Linked DNA regions of Capsicum annuum: region 1 is linked to region 2. Evidence: chromatin contacts called from public Hi-C data. All regions are on one chromosome and are shown on one strand. The core of a region is the stretch at or near the end of the contact, and the rest is flanking DNA. Distances in the headings are between cores, read along the strand shown.

The links. A called contact is a pair of places that touch in the nucleus more often than the background predicts.
Region 1: a Hi-C map of placenta shows a contact between it and region 2, with 4 times the contacts expected there. The contact joins the promoter of LOC124898156 here to the enhancer-like site in region 2. A contact is called at or near these places in 3 of 5 Hi-C or Micro-C datasets (bud, leaf and placenta).

What each region holds. Positions count from the first base shown.
Region 1 is chr4:63,294,721-63,299,557 of UCD10Xv1.1, reverse strand. LOC124898156 reads left to right here and starts at 2,017. Exons shown (of 3, transcript XM_047411831.1): 1 at 2,017-2,519. The coding sequence starts at 2,328.
Region 2 is chr4:62,884,376-62,889,358 of UCD10Xv1.1, reverse strand. No RefSeq gene overlaps it. Among protein-coding and RNA genes, the nearest start is that of LOC124897869, 14 kb to the right of the region's middle. Within about 2 kb of position 3,523, at least 5 of the 5 cell types and tissues checked have an H3K27ac peak or open chromatin away from gene starts, as enhancers often do. A contact at or near this core is called in bud and leaf, where this site is marked.

The sequences.
Region 1 (4,837 bases), core at 768-3,267, 410 kb before region 2:
ACATATGAATATGCATTTGTATATACAAAAAGGACAACTAAATATATAGACATATAGGTAATCAAAAGATACATGATACATATCTTAAACAATAAAAAATACAAATAAGTACATGTTTTATCCTCTAAAATGACATAGAACAGTTCAAAGACAAATCCAACACCATACAAAATACATATAGCGCTGCATATGTATTTACAGAATACATACCTAATCCATATGTATATTCTTATTTTATATGAGTCACTTTTTTATTTCTCAAATACATGTGAAGATATATAGTATAGTTATGTTTGTTACTGTTCAATATGAATATGATATGTATTTCATAAATACATATCAGAGTCATATTTGTATTTTTTGTATAGTAATATATATATGGATCAGACATGTATTCTGTAAATACATATGCAGAGTTATATGATTTTTTTTTGTAATTTAATATATATTATGTAAAAGAAAACATATGCATAATATGTATTTTGTATTATATTTTTGTGAAAAGTACATGTAATATAGATTTATGTCATTATTTTGTTCTGTAGGTGTTGTGTGATCATATATTCATGGCAAGAGTACTTTCAAGGTTTGCACCACATATATGATGCCACACAGTCAATGATATTGAAGAACGTATTAAGGCGATGTTATCAAAGAAGCAGTACATGATTTTTTGTCATAAGAATATTTGTGGTATCTACTTGAATAAGAAGATATGCGTAGTGCAAGCACAATTACGCAGATGTATTATGTCGCAAATGTATTATAAATTTTTTGGGGGCATATGCATGTATTTATATTTTGTGTATATAAATGCATATCTATATGTATTTTTGTACGACGTTGGATTTATCTTTGAACTGTTATATGTCATTCTAGATGGTACCATATGCATTTATTTGTATTTTTTACTGTTTAAGATATGTATCATATATTTTTTTATTATTTATATGTATATGTATATAGTTGTCTTTTTTGTTATAGAGATTTTGTGTCCTATATGTTTATATATGCATATGAGCGAGATATGTATTTCTGTAAATACATATGCAGATACATATTTATGTTTTGTACTATAAATATATATCCAGATTTGTATGGTTATGTATTTTATATATTTTTTTGAATATGTGTATGTGATATACATATTTATCTTTTAAAAATAAAAGTTAGAGATAGAAGAGTAAAATAATTAAAAAAAAAAACAAAAATAGAAAAAAAAAAGAAAAAAAAAAACAAGAAAGAGCAATAGAAGCTAGAAATGGAAGTGTAAAAATAAAAATAAAAAATAAAAAAATAGAAAAAAACGAAAATAGGAAAAGAAAAAAAGATATGAGAATGGAAAAAAAAATGAAAAGGAAAAAAAAGAGAAATAACAGAGAGAACATAAAGCAGAAAGAAAAAAAAAGAAAACAATAAACTGATAAAAATAAGATAAAAAAATTAACAAGAAAAAAAAGTTAGAGATAGAGTGAAAGAATAAAAAAACAGTAATGATATTTTATTTAGAAATTTGAAGATCATGAAGATAATCATCTTCAAAAAGAAAATTAAAAAAAATGAAGAAAAAAATAAAAAAAAAAAAAAAAGAAGAGAAATAGAAGAAAGAAAATAAAGTGGAAAGGAAAAAATAAAAAAATGAAATTAAAATAAAAAATAAAATAATAAAAAATAAGATTGAAAAAAGTTCGAAGATATGACTATATTGGGGGAAGTGAAATAGTGAAGTGAAAATAGGAAAAGGTAAAATAGTTAATGGGCAAAATAATATCACTTTGTTATGAACTATAATTTTATAAAAGTGTTATATTTATTGTAATTATAGTCTTAAGTATGCTATTTTCTTAATTTTTTTTTTATAAATATGCTATTTTGATAGGACCTATAAATGTGCTATTTTAAATAAATAGAGGGCTATTTTGATGGGACGTTGAATTAAAAGAGACAAACAAAATTTCCATTTAAGTTACTTTAAGTTTTAAAAATTAGGTAAACGGAACATTTTTTTTTAAATTTTTTTTTTAAAATATTTTCACTCCAATAACTTTACACAGTTGTCGAACAACTTTACAAAGTTATCGTGTAATTTTGATAGTTGTTCGATAACTTTGCAAAGTTGTTTAAGAACTATCAAAGTTATTCGATAATTTCGTAAAGTTATTTGATAAGTTTAATATTATTGAGATAACTAATATAGTTATCAAATAATTGTTTCAATTATTTAAAAATTTTATTTTTTCAACTTAATAATAATATTGTGGGATTTATTTATCTCCATTTTTTTAATTAAAGACTTGAGGTCTCAACTCATTTTTTACTCCATTTTGATGGCAGGTTCATACAAAGGGGAAGGGAGAACAAGAGAAATGAGAGGAGTGGGAGGGCCATTGTTATGCATCGGTGATCTGCTGAGTGATGTTGGAGAAAGTGATGCCGCCGTTGATCACCTTTCAATCAAAACACCTTCACCGGACTACGATTCCAGCCTTCAACCTTCTGATCTAAACAAGCTCTTCCAGGTTCTCGACCATATCTGTAAATGTTTTTTTCTGTTTCTGCATTTATTCTGAATGATGTTAGGTTAGATTTTCCCTCTGATGTGATTAGGTGTAGCACATGGCAAAATCATCTCACCCAATTTTCATTTTTTCCTTCCATTTGACATTATTTTGCACATCTATAAGGGCATTTCCAACAGCCCTTCATTTGACCCTTTATACTCCATATTTGAAGGGATGAATAATGTTTCTCCCACATTTAGAGATAGCACTAATTTTTTTCCTTTATTTTACTTTTTTATTATTATATTATTATTTATATTATATAATATTTTTAATTTAACATATTATAAATTATATAAGATTATTTGTTAAGAATCTAATATTCATAATTATTTTCTAATGTAATATATTTGTTTAATTAATTTTAAATTTTATTAAATTAATTTTGTGTATAATATTTTTACTTAAGATATAAAGTCTAAATGGTTTAGGTTGAGAAGGTCTAAGACGAAATATTTGGAGCGTAACTTCAGGAGGTGTCGCACGAGTCTGATGTGATTGTAGAACTTGATACTCATTCCATCCAAAAGAGAGATAATTTTAAAAATCTGGGATCTATAATTCAGGGAAATGGAAATGGAGAGATTGATCAAATTGGGATAGGGCAGATGAAATGGATACTTGCTTTTGAAATCTTGTGTGATAAGAAGGTATCTGCTAAACTTAAAGGCAAGTTCTACAGAGTGGTGGTTAGACCGACTTTGTTGTATGGGCAGAGTGTTGGCCTATCAAGAAGTCTCACATTCAAAATATGAAGGTCGCGAAGATGAGACTGCTACGGTGGATGTGTGCATGTGCTAAGAAAGATATGATGGAAATGAGGTTATTAGAAATGGGTATACTAGGGAATAAGTGAGAGCGGCTTCGGTGGAAGCTAAGATAAGGGTAGCGAGGTTGAGATGGTTTAGACATGTGATGAGGAGGGGCACGGATGCTTCTGTATGGAGGTGTGAGAGGTTGGCTAGGGATAGATTCATGCAAGGTAGAGGTTGACCGAAGAAATACTAGAGGAAGGTGATTAGATAGGACATAGAGCAACTTTAGCTTACTGAGGATATGACCATAGATAGGAAGGTGTAGAGGAGACGAATTAGGATAGAAGGATAGTAGGAACGAATGCGGCAGTGCTAGTAGTAGGAGGGTTTTGTTATCCGTAGCTATACTACTATTATTATTTCAGGATGTTGTATCATTTGTTGGATTACTTGGTGAGTATTGTTTATGGTATTATTGAGTGTAGTAATTTCTATTGTATCTTGTACTTTTAATATTTCATTTCTAGATTATTTTATCTTGAGTCGAGGGTCCATTGGAAACAACCTCTCTATGACTCTATCTCACCTTTGAGGTAATGGTATGAACTGCGTACACTCACCCTCCCAGACCCCACTTGGTGGGAATATACTGGGTATATTATTGTTGTATTTAAGATATCAAATTACTATTCCCCATTTCAAAATAGTTGACCCTCTTTCTAAAAGTATTTGTTTTAATTTAGTTGTTCCATTTGTGAAATCAAGGGAATTTATTATGTTCTTCTAATATTGCTTCTATCATTAAATGACTATACAAAGTGCATTTTCAAAATTGTATTTTCAAAGCATAATTAATAAGGTTAATTTGATAAAATAAACCTTTGATTTTTGTGAAAAGTGAAAACAACATTGTTCAATATCAATTGCTTTCTTAATGCTTTAACTAATAGCCTTTTTGTTCAACCTTCTAAAATCAGCTTATTTTAAGAAGTATTTTTTCATAAGTACTTTTCAAAAAAATATTTTTGGTGAGAAGCAGTTTGTGTTTTCAGTGTTGTTTTCTCAAAAATGCTTTTTTTCTCAAAAAGTGCTTTTGGGGAGAAACTGTTTTTTTTAGCTTATGAAAATTGTTTTTGCTACTCCTCAAAAGCATTTATTTTCTCTCAAAAGCTTAGCCAAACACCTCAATTTTTTAAAATAAGCACTTTTGAGAAAAAATAAGCACTTTTGGGATAAATAAGCTTGGCCAAACAAGCTATAAGTCGACAATTTTCTTATCCTATGGCAATTAAGGGCTACAGGTTCTCCTGCAAATGTTTGGTTCTTGATGATGAAAATTAGGCTATGATGGAAGGATATATAGAAAATAACTGAAAGAGGGTATCTTTTGACACATCAAAATCTCCGTAGAACGTCGCCAAAACCTACTTTGTGAATGTTGTTAGCAATTGATTTTGATCAGCTATTATGAAGTCTTAATAGAATATGGTGAAACAGTGGACTTTGTTTTACTCACTTTTT
Region 2 (4,983 bases), core at 2,274-4,773:
AGTGGCCTTAAATTATTATGAGATTTTTTTAATCTTAAAGATAAAAAGAAATGCAATAGTCCTATTTATTATTTGACATGGAATATCACATGAGGTGAGATACGGGATTAGTTATTTCATTTTTCTTATGGATAAATAGTACGCAAGCCATTTTTATGTAAAGACCAAACAATTGCTAGACACTTCAACTTGGCATGAACTGTTAATTTGATATTTAAAGTTGATATTGTTCATTTTAGACACCTTAACTAAAATTTTGATGTATTATTTTGATATTTTTTACACAATTAAAAAATATTCAATGTATGTATTACATGCATCGATGACGTATAAAGTGACGAATAATATGATGACATTTCCATTTTTCTCTAAAATAATTTTTAAATAATTACTTTAAATTAAAAAGAATTCAATCAATAAATGACCCTCGCCCCCCCACCACCACCACCCCCAAACTCCAACCAATCAAAATCTCAAATTTCAACTCCTCAGAGAGGGACGTCATTGATGGGCCTTCACCGAACACATACACACACTTTCTTTTGTCCGCTTTATGAGATCTATTTGTAGAAAAATGAATTCTTTAATCAAATAGGAGCAAAATTCAGATCGGGTCATTTTGTTCATTTTTTTAGGCTACTGTTACTACTGACTTTTTCGACAGGCGGTGACGATAGAAGCGACCTCGTTATGATGATCATCGTCGTTAAGAAAACTATTTTCGGTGAGGTTGAGAACGACATCAATTTTTTTCCTCTCTTTCTCCGTTCTGTGTGTGTATATCTAAACTGTGTATGAGTATTCATTTTTTCTGTTCTCTCTTTCTCTCAGTGTATGTATATGTGAGAAAAAGGAAAATTTCAATCATATTGAGAGTTACCCAGTTGAAATTGAGCAAAACCCAATTAGAAAAATAAATTATTTAGTTGAATTGTGTAGAATTCAGTTGAAAAAGTGATATACCGAGACACTTCATTGATAAGAAATAAAACTAATAGTATAATTTAATAAAAAATTATTAAAATTTATCAAAAATTTTAGGGATGATGGAAAGAAGGAATAAGGAAGAAAGGTTTAGAGCTTTTTATTGAAGTTTTTTGGTGAATAAGATACAGAGAAGTATAATAATGAAGAAAATGAAGAATAAAAATGGAAGCTGAGGAATTTTACATGTTGAATTAACTATCAATTTCTGCAATGGTGATAATTACAGTATTAAGAAGAGTAATTATTGTAATTGAAGAAAAAAAAAAGATGGAAAAAATGGTGGAAAATTTAGGAAGAAAGAGTAAGGAAGAAGGAGAAAGAGAGAGGAAAAAATTATAAAAATATCCCTCAAACACGCTCAAAATGTATTGTAGCAAATGTGCTACGATGAGTCGGCAAAAAGTGTCAAAATGACACATTAGAGCATTAGTTGAGGTATTTAAAATAAACAGCGTCCACTTTAAATATCAAAATAAAATATTGTGTCAAGTTAAAGAACTTGTAGGTGTGTTTAACCTAATATAAAAATTATTTTAGAATTAGCTAGTATCCCAAGTAAAATATGAAATAGAGATACTTTCAAATTTTACCTGACTTATTATCCTTATTACCATATGATCCCTATGGTATAAATAAATAGGAAATATCTAGGCCATTGTTTTGCTTAGCATTTTGCTTCAGTTCTATGGTGAATTCCAAAGCCTCATTTCTCAGTGTAAAATATGTTCCTAAAAAACTTCAAAGTATTAATTATACTTTTATCCTTAATTCTGTGTTACATGCATAATTGTATTTATAAAAGTTTTACTTTAATTAGTAAAGGATTATTTATGATTTTCAAAAATATACAACTCAACACAACACATTGCACTTTTATATATTTTCAATTTTCACGCACATAGCCAATTTTATTTTATTTTTGTGCAACAATATTTTTACACATTTTTACACAGTATAACAACAAACCGACCTGTACCCTTTTCTCTGAAGGCAGGACTTGAACAATGAAGTGAAAGGCTTGACTTTCATGTTAGGCGAGCTTACTTGAAAGACTCGCTTTACTGAAAAGACACAACAATACACATTTACTGTAAACGAGAAATCAACTATGTATAAAAGTATAAAGTAGTGTATATGATGTATTTATACACAATTTTATATGTATTGTTAAATAATTTTATAAAACATATACAAAAATTGAATTTTGTCTTCTTTGAAAGTCAACCCATGAAACTCTATCCAAAATGCATAAAAGTATCACCAAATAGCTTAAATCTTCATTGAATAGCTTCAATCTTTAATGACAACATCAAATGACATCCTCAACCAACCTTAGTCACCAAAAATTTAACAACTCACAAATATATTTGAGTTTCAAGCTTTTAAAAACTCCAATAATGAAGTTTTAAACCTTTTACGTTAATTCACCCAATAATGTTTCAATTTGTGATGATAATAAACATGATATCACGAGCTTAAAAACTGAAAATTATATATAATCACAAATTAAGCAATTATTATCTTTTGCTTAAGTATTTCAAATTAAATATAAAATCGATTAAATGGGGTAAGATGTAAAAAATATAGGCTCATAGTTTTGGTTATAAACTTTAGCCAAGTAACACTGAAGGCAAAGCAAGCAAAGCAAACCCCAAAAGACATTAAAATAAGAAGGCATGACAGAAATACATCAAAAGAGATAATAATTTAACATGGTTCGGTCAGTCGACCTACATCCATAAAGGAGATGAACAATCTATTATATAAAAGAAAGTACAAAATATCGAGAGAAATAATCTGACACAATTCACTCAGAATAAAAAAGGTTCACACAAGTGACACGATACCACTTGTTTCTCACAAATCGTCCTCCCCCGCTAAATAACTCTCAAAACTCCTAGTACCATATTGAAGATGCTCTCAAGTTAGAAGAAAAGAAGTTTTTATTTATAGAGTCTATAACTTTTTGCTACAAAAACAATGATTAGTCAAATATGGAGAATATATTTGCCTTTTAAGAAAAACTCAATTATGGTACCTAAAGAAAAATCTAATAATAATAAGAAAGTCAGGACAAACACTCAATATAAACTTTATTTTTTATTATCATCTCGATCTTACCTATTTCTTTTTTTTATGTAACAATGAGTATTTTGATTTATTATTATTATTATTATTTCTTCCATCGTGTTTGAATTAGTATTAAATTTAAGAATACTTTTGAAATTTGCGATCTAAAATAAGTCATACATATTTATTAATTGAGATGAAGTGTGTATAACAAATGAAAATAGCAATATGGAGTGATCTGCAATTCATTTCTACTCCAGCAGGGAAACCGGAGAAAATATGATTGAATAACTGAAGGAAAGATTGCAACTGAAACTTCGGGATAGAAGATAACATCATACACTTCCCATACTCATATTTCAAATCTGTCAAATATAACCCACCAATATTCCCCTAGAACAATCCCTGCAAATAGCAGTGCAAAATAAACCAAAAGGCTACTGGGCCTCCCTGCCCTTCGGCTCCTTCGCAGCTGACCTCCAGGCCCAATATCCAAATTCTGACTAACAGGTCCAATTGCCGGGTTCATAACATTACGCCCACCTGAGAAAAGAATCTAATTATTAGGGATGTGCATTTTTTTGGATTAAACCAAAAAATCAAGCTAAATCAAACTGAATTTTGAGTTGGATTTATTAGTTGGAAGATAAAGCAAAGTGATTATTCGGTTATAGTTCTTACTCAAAATAGCCCATTAATGATTTATCTCTAATGTCTAATCTCGAATCCCTATTAATCATATCATAATCATAATAATGAGTAAATTTCATCCATGGTCACTTAACTTTGTATCTATTACGCAAAAGTCACATTTCTTTTATTCATTTCATCCATGGTCACTTAACTATGCGTCTATTACGCAAAAGTCACTTTTCTTTCATTCATTTCATCCATGGTCATTTAACTTTACGCCGACCATCACAAAAGTCACTATGACCGAATTTTACAATAATTTCATCGGAAAAATGATGTGGCAACCTTAATTAGTTGTTAATTTAAATTTAAGTGAATATATAATATATTACTCATGTCTTAACCCTTTCTATATGTGCATAACACAATTTTCCTTATGGATTATTTCATGAAAGAATACCAATTTCTTAATAGATTAGATTACCTAATGAAGAATATTTTCATAAAAAAAAAATTGGTTGATATTTTTATGAAATAAAATTATACTTATATATTCTTAAAATCCTCTAAAGTTGAGAAATGTGCTGGAAAATTATTTTTTCCCTCTAATATTATGGCATGTAGTTGATAAAATTATTTTTCTCCCTCTAAAATTGTGACATGTAGTTGATAAAATTATTTTTTTCATACATTCTTTTTCGTGCCACTTGAGTCTTTGCATTCGGTATATCATAACAATATGATAAACTACTCTATTTATTGAGTTTGTCTTTATATTTTTAATTGTTTGACTAATCGATTAATTCTCTTAAAAGTTTTTATTATAATATTCAATTTCTGATGAATTACATATCATTTAATTAATTTAATTGATAAATATAAAAATTAGATATCCTATAACTTCTTTATCTATCAAAGTAATTATATTTTATAACTTTTATTAACAAAACTGTACGTTAATATAGCATTATTTGTACAAATTTTGACAATACTTATTCAATGACACAATTAAAAAAATATATTTTAAAACTATCTTTAGCATGTTGATTTATCTTCAAAGAATTAAAATAATTTATTTTTTTTAAATAATATCACACATGTATTTCTATTTTATGTGTTTTGAAGAATTTATCTTTTGTATCACTCTTTTTCGATGCGGCAGATGAATGTAATATTATGAATGTTTCATAAAAATATCATCCAAATTTTTTTATGAAAATAATTTTCATTAGGTAATCTAATCTATTAAGAAATTGGTATTCTTTCATTAAATAATCCATAAGAAAATTTGAG